2 separate regions of the Zea mays genome follow, and region 1 is linked to region 2. A link is a contact called in public Hi-C data. All regions are on one chromosome and are shown on one strand. The core of a region is the stretch at or near the end of the contact, and the rest is flanking DNA. Distances in the headings are between cores, read along the strand shown.

Evidence for each region. A called contact is a pair of places that touch in the nucleus more often than the background predicts.
Region 1: a contact with region 2 is called in a Hi-C map of leaf, with 7 times the contacts expected there. The contact joins the promoter of LOC100272699 here to the promoter of LOC100273495 in region 2. A contact is called at or near these places in 4 of 25 Hi-C or Micro-C datasets (bundle sheath, ear, leaf and 1 more).

What each region holds. Positions count from the first base shown.
Region 1 is chr1:282,629,918-282,633,609 of Zm-B73-REFERENCE-NAM-5.0, reverse strand. It overlaps LOC100272699 (Acyl-CoA N-acyltransferase with RING/FYVE/PHD-type zinc finger protein), which reads right to left and starts at 2,360. Exons shown (of 11, transcript NM_001360101.1): 1 at 2,077-2,360; 2 at 1,773-1,885; 3 at 1-1,437. The coding sequence starts at 1,787.
Region 2 is chr1:282,344,622-282,348,244 of Zm-B73-REFERENCE-NAM-5.0, reverse strand. It overlaps LOC100273495 (ATP-dependent RNA helicase SUV3, mitochondrial), which reads left to right and starts at 1,444. Exons shown (of 17, transcript XM_008667183.4): 1 at 1,444-1,760; 2 at 2,487-2,604; 3 at 3,062-3,183; 4 at 3,257-3,447. The coding sequence starts at 1,694. It overlaps LOC100282904, which reads right to left and starts at 1,301. Exons shown (of 4, transcript NM_001371887.1): 1 at 972-1,301; 2 at 557-738; 3 at 278-473. The coding sequence starts at 1,100.

The DNA.
Region 1 (3,692 bases), core at 1,111-3,610, 280 kb before region 2:
TGAACCAGAGACATTCTGATCCACCGCAGAAACACCTCCTCCGGATGTTTTCTTAACAATTCCCACAGGTGGTTGGGTCTTCAAATTGATCTCCTTTCCATTTTCTGACTCCTTATTCTCTGTGACATTCGCATGATTATCATTCTCAGGGACACCTGAGTCTCTTCGATCAACCACCGTTTCTTTCACTGTTTGTTTCGGCATACTGGTATTACAGTCTCCCAGCTCAGCATGGTGACCTTTTGGAGATACTGCACTGCTTACTTTCCTTGTATAGTGAGCAACAATATCTCCCTTCCTCCCTCTGCCTTCTAGTGCAGCCTCATTTGTGGAAGTTTTGTGTGAGCTCGCAGAAACTTCTCTCTGCCTAACTGTAGCTGACCTTGTGATTCGCTTCTCAAACCGTGCCTCCTCTTCACATGTCCTCTGCTTTGCCTCACATGATTTTCTACCTCTCCTTGTAAATACAATGTCATGTGATGAAACATCATTGGCTTCATTCATGGGGCTGCCCCTCTCCTCCTGCTTAGTGCACCCAGTTAGATCGGTGTGGTTATCTACTGCGCATATTCCATTATCAGTCAAAGAAATCTCAGTTTCTGTACAAACATCGTCAATGTGAGAATGCTTCTCAACTTTCGTATCGCTACTGTGGAGTATCACTTCCTCGGTACCAACCACATTATTCTCCTGCTTAACAGATTCTGATCCGCTGGTAGGGCTGATTTTGATTAAATTTGTACTTGTGCCAGCATCATTAGCCATTGCTGAGTCTATGACCTCACCCTGACAAGGCCCATGTCTCACTTTGTCATCTTGAGCCTCATCAACACTCAAACTGTTCATTCCAGCTCTGGAGTCATTGCACTCTGAAAGAGTTGCAGTAGACATCTTCTCATCTGACTTCATTGTCTTAATATCTGATTCTGCAAGGCTACTTTGCGTGCCTAAACCGTTATCTTGAGAAGAATCTGTTGCAGGAACACTAGGCATTCCCATATTATTCTCAGAACACCTAGCTGACTCTTCCGAGACGTCACTGGAGTCCAAGTTAACCAATTCGTTGGCTTCCTCACCATTGCAAGTAACTTCCATCAGCAGCCTGCTATTACAAGGCTCAGCCTCCACAATAGCCTCACAGCGTTTCCTCTCCAAACTGTCAGTTTTACTAACCTCCACAGCTACCACACAAGCTGCCTCAGCCTCAGCCCGCAGCTTCATTGCGTCGGATCTCAACACCCTTTTTGTCACGTTTCTGTCCTCATCCGCAGAACCCCTGCAGTCCCTCCTTTTCTTCCCAGTCAAGGCAGGCCCTCTGCCAAGATCCTCATCAGCAGAGGACTTGTTTTCCTCCAAGGAAGCAGGAGCCTTTGCCACACCCCCTTCCATTCCTGGTACTGGAGCTCCCTTAGAGCCTTTAAGGCCCATTTCAAGCCCCTACATAAGATGAAAAACCCCATCAGGTGATCAAACTCCACTATTCCTCTCATCTAGAGTTCACGAAATGGTAAGCCATCTAAACAGCGTGGGCTGCACTAAACCCTAGTTTAAACCTACTCCGGCATGATTAAGAAATTCCGGACAATGCAAATATAACGGACAACAAAATGAGCCAAAGTGACTACGTGTAATTCGTTTCCCAGAAAAAGAAAAAAAAAACTAGTCTGAAGCAAAGACTCCGCACCAGCAACCCTACCGAAAAAGGAAGGGAGGAAGCAAGCGAGCAAAAGAAGCATAATTCCTGGGGCAATTTGGGAGAGAAAGCAACTCACAGTGGCGTCGGGCATGGGGGTTCAACCGAACCCCCAAAATATCTGGGAAATTCGGCAGCACGAAGCCCTGTGGCACCAACTGCTTCCGTCCGCCGATCTCCAGCAGCAACCACCTAATCAAACCACCCGAATAGAGGAATAGGTCAGTAAGGCACCACTGGGCGCACCAAACCGAGCCGGAGCGGAGGGAGATTCGGATTCCTTCGCAGAACAAAGAGATAGAGAGAGGGGGGGAAACAACTCCTTGAACAAGGGAATCCATCCACCCCTCCCCAGCAGGAGCCCGGACGGCCTCCGCGCTCACCAGCAGGAAACGGCAGCTACCGGCCGACCTCCGCGCTCCCGGCGGCTGGATCTCCGGCCAGTCGCCGCGGCGGTCCGAGCAGGAAGCGGCGAGTAGTGGGAAGAACTTGGGGAGAAGGGACCGGCGGCCTTGTGCTGTGCTCTCTCGCGTTTTCCTGCGGGTTTTTTTATTTGTTTTTGTTTTTTTGGATCATCCGGCGCTGCGTCCGCGCGCCTGCGGTAACTGACGCGCGGGGTCTGCGCCGCAGCCTCGGCCGTGGATACGCGGCCTGCGCTGCGTGGGGCGGGTTTGGGTCGAGTGTGGTTTGATCTGGTTACCCTGGCGAGGGTTGCGGGGTACGGAGTGGTCAGAGACAGTCACGACTGGTTTTTTTTTGAATGTTTGGGGTTTGCTCGTGTGGACTGACATTTCCCCTCCAATTTTCAGCTCTGCTCGTTGAGTCGCCGCGGCCCGCGCTGCGTGTAGCTTGGAGGAAAAAGATACGGGGAGACAAACAAAGCTGGATTTGAGGCTTGAGGGTTCCCGAGGAACGGCTAGTCGTTTTGATCGATAGTTCAATTCGTGTAAAATAGAGGGACGTGATGTTTGCCATGAGAAATTTAAAATATAGAATAAAATAAGAGATAGGATAGAGAAACTGTTGAAAATAGTCTAACGAATAAAAAGGGAGAAAAGAGTATGCATGAATAGAATGGATGAGTAAAATAAGAATATGTTTATGCGCCACACATTTGGCTTAAAGGTCCACAACAAGAATTAATTTCATAGCACTTGTGCGTAGATAGGTGGTAGGTATCGTTAGAGCAGATTTAATAATACAATCGACTGTTGGCTTCAAGAATCTTTGCAGTTTATACTATTTAGCATATCTATATAGTAGTTAGCTCTTCATTATTAGTGTAAGACATCACTTGTCTCTCTCACAAAGCTCCTTAGTTATTGTGTCTAAGCCGGCTTATATCAACTAGCTCAACGATCAAAACCTCACTCATGTGTTTTAGTTAATGGCTTTCTGCAGCGCGGTCTACATGGTTACTTGTAGAAAAGATTACATAAGGAAATAATACTCTTGGACGTACTACTATTACATGAATTGATGATGTTCCTCCAATTGTTGTATGTATGAAGCTATATATGCTAAAATTATTAAGTTTGTAAGAGGAGAAAGCACAACGCTATCGAAAGATGTGGCTGGAGGAACGAAGAAGCGACGGAGAAGGAAGGCTTTTCTTCCTTGATCGAGCGTTGTGTTAAATCAATAAAAACCTTATATCTCACTTAATGGTATAAGATGATATTTTAAGTGTGTGATTCTTGAGTAATCAATTGCACCTAGATCAATATGCACCTTTGGATATTTCATTGTTTTCTAGACGCAATGTTGGTTATATCACTAGTAAGCAATCACAATTATATCGTCCCTCTTTATCATCGCTAACTACGCACATTACTTTTATCATTGTTTCATGGTTTAGTGATTAACAATCTATTTGGTTTTGCTCATGTTTTATAACTTGTAGGCCACATGGGTTGCATTTCTAGTCTACTTTGGTGTCTAGTGGTTCATAATGAGTGACGTAACATATGTATGCGTGAGTGAGTGAAGAATTATGTTA
Region 2 (3,623 bases), core at 195-2,694:
AAATTTTCCTTTGTTTCAAAAGAGCCCGTACTGTTGTTTGTATCATTATGGTATGATAAGCATCCATGTTTTGATGTATCTAAAATTCTCCATTGGTTATTAGAGTATAATTGCAATTATGAATTATGATAAAGGAATATACATTGGCAATAGGTAAAGTTAATTTGTCTACCAGGCTCAGTAGGCAAGCCACAAGCATAATGCTTGGAAAGTCCCTTATTTCAGATATCACATATTGCAAACCTGCATTTTTAGCAATAGAAGGAAAATAAGGTACCTCATTGAGCCTCTCGGCATCCTTCATCTTCTCTAGCATCCATCGATCAACCAGATTTTGGTTCTCATCCTCTGCAGCTTTTAGTTTCGTCAATGCTTGTTCAAGCTCGGATTTCACTGTCTGATGCTCTTGAATGAGAAGATCTAAGGCTTTTATTTTTTCGTCAAGCGACTGCTTTAGTTGTACATTCTCTTCGCTGAAGAAGTTTTGCACAAGTGCTAAGTACCATGTTGTCCACAACTGTGACCAAGATTAGCAAAAATAAATCACATTTAATACCTTGTCTTCTCAAGTTCAGCCTGCAAACTTGTAACCATCGCTTCCTTCTCTTTGAGCAGTGCTTTTGATACTTTACCTTCTTCTATCTCAGTCACAAGCTGCTCAGAGAGCCGGGATTGCGCCTTGTAGCATTGCTGCAGCTCTAACTCATGCTTCTCAGCCTTCTCCTTCCACTCCAAAGCCTACAAGGAGTTAACAAAACAACCTCTCCTTCACTAAACACCCAAATTACCGTCCAAAATTCTCGAAAAAAATTCGGGATATCCTGGCGATACAAACAGTTGAAATCAGTAGGCTAAGTAATATGATCAGTGACACACATTCGTTTGCAGACTTCAAAGTACGATCAAACAGGGGAGGAGTAAAGTGCAAGATTGGGAAAAGTAGGGAGAGGAGAATAAGAGATTGGCCTCACGTGGGCGGCGAAGGGACGGGTTAGCGCCTCGATGGCCGGGCTGTGCGCCCCTTCCTCGGCGAGATGCCTCCGTTTCAGCGACCGCAGGGCGCGCCGGATCGCCGCCCTACCAGCCTCGGCCTCGACCATCGTCCTGCACACACCCGGCAACAACAGCAAAGCGACCCCTCGTGTCAGGCAAACAGCAAAGAAGAAATAAACTGCGTTAGCTGCCGAGTTGAAGGATTCCAAACATTCTCCCGTGGATTTCGGCAGCAGCCGTGCGTCCGGTGGCTCCAGTTCTCGGCCAGGGCGCCTCGGTTCCGGTCTTCCTTGAAGACTAGACGAAACTAGAAGAAAGAGGAAGACGAGAGCGGAGGCGGCGTCCGGGCCTGCAAGTGGACTTGGACTCGTGCTAGATAGCGTGGGCCCGTACATGGGCCTTTGGCCCAAGCCCAAAACATGGCCCTTTGGGTCCGATGGTTCGTAAGGAATATTCCGGGCTTGGGGGCCACGCATAGTTTCTTCTCCGCTTCCTCCGCTGCCTCGCTTTCCGGCGAAAGTATCGGCCGCTGCGTCCTCCACACCTACCCCACAGGCGCATTGTTCGGCTGTTTCCGTCTCCCCGAACGGCCGAACCCTGTCGTTTGCCCGGGCGCCTCGCTGTCGTCGAGTCTGAACCGTGCTGCGTCGCGGAGGGAAGTGAGTGACATAGAGATAGGGGAAAAGGAAGATCAGATATAATGGCGGTTGCCGTCCTGTTGCGGCAGAGGGCGCTCTCGTCGCCCCACGCGGTCTCATGCCGAAATGGTTCGTACTGCCTTGAGCGGTTGGATCCTTGGGCGTTGCGTATGATAGCTGGTTGGTTTGTTTGTTCTTTTGGTTGGGGTCGGGTGCCATGTGTTCGGTAGAATGCCAAAACCAAGCGCGCCTACTGCAGACATTACCGAACAGTGGTGGTATAGTCTCTATTCGCAGGTTATCAGTAGCATAACTATGTTGTGTTTCATATCTGATTGCATAAATGAGCAGTTGGAAAAGGCGATACTTTTCCTGCTGGGTTGTGATTGTTGTTTTCTTTTCTCTTTTGATGAATATACCATAGCTCTGGAGAAATTTATAATACTAGGAACAAGAAATTGTGGTCCTAATTATGGTGTATGTATGACATGTATGGAATGGACAGCACAGTGTTGCATCATGGTTATGCTATTGTTTCGTACTTCTTTGTATTGTGCTTGATTTTTTTTTGATGGTAACAGGAGGGGGTGAGGGCTCCTCTACTGGATAGATTAAAGAGCAAAAATTTTATTTACAGACATTATGAAAAAGGATAAAGGAAAAGAGAGAAAGAAAGTAAAAATTACACGCCCAGCTATTTAACCACGCTGGCATGACATTCTGATGTGCTTAAATATTTGCTTTAGTACTTCACCTTGTTCCAGTGTCAAAGCATCTGGTGGTTCTATTCATTAGACATTGTTCTTACATATCTGAATTGTTTTTCTGTCTAACAAAGCTCCATGCTCTGTACAGCTGTATATACTAGTGGCCTTTTTTCCAATTCCGATCTACACTCAAAGGTGAATTCTACTAGTTTGAGATTTTGGAGGACCTACCATAATTCTGGGAAGTTTGATTTGACTGATCTGACGTAAGAATCAATATGTATCCTGTTGACCTGTGTAAAATTCAAGCCTTTTCCATGCATATTCAAATTTGGGTGCATAAATTTCATGCATTTTGTACCATACATTCAACACAATCCATTTCTTTACCCCTAACTAACCTTCCAGTCTGGGATGCTGTGACCCAGCATTATTCACTATAACAAAAAAATGAAGTCCAATTCATAGTTAGTTATTATTACTGGCTTGAATTATGTGTACAGTTCAAAATAACCGGGACCGGGATGCACTTATATTGTAGTTCATTTAGTTCTCCCTAGCAATGATCATGCCTTTTCTTTTATTGGAATGGTCCAATGTCTATGCTGAAAGGGTAATGTGAACCTAAAGGTTTTTTTTCGCATGCTAGCGTGCAGCATACTATCTTCTCATTTATTTTCCCATGTAAACTTCAATTAAGCTGTGTGCTACTTTGGACAACAGGCATCCTCATATGTGGTACCCGAAAGCTCGAGAAAAGAAGCGTAATGTGTTTTTACATGTTGGCCCTACAAATAGTGGGAAAACTTATAGTGCTCTCAAGAGGCTAGAAGCAAGCTCTTCAGGTACTATTTTGACCATCCTGTACTAAAGAACGTACTGTTATCATGGTTGCTGAGTTCTCTTCAAATTTTGTAGGTGTGTACTGTGGACCTCTGAGATTGTTAGCAAGAGAGGTAGCCCAAAGGTTAAACAAAGTTAACGTCCCTTGTAACCTGATTACTGGACAAGAAAGGAATGAAATTGAAGGTGCAAAACATAGCTCAGTGACAGTTGAGATGGCTGATATGACAACTAACTATCAATGTGCTGTTATTGATGAAATTCAGGTACTTAAAGTAACACTAACACTGATCTGTAGACTACCAGGATGTGATATTAGATATGTATGTAAATAACTACAGATAGTAAGTTAGAGGCTTGTGAATTTGATTTTATTTTTTAATAAATGATAAAACAATTGTGTTTCTCATTGTCAATAAATAGTTATTTGGAATACTCCATC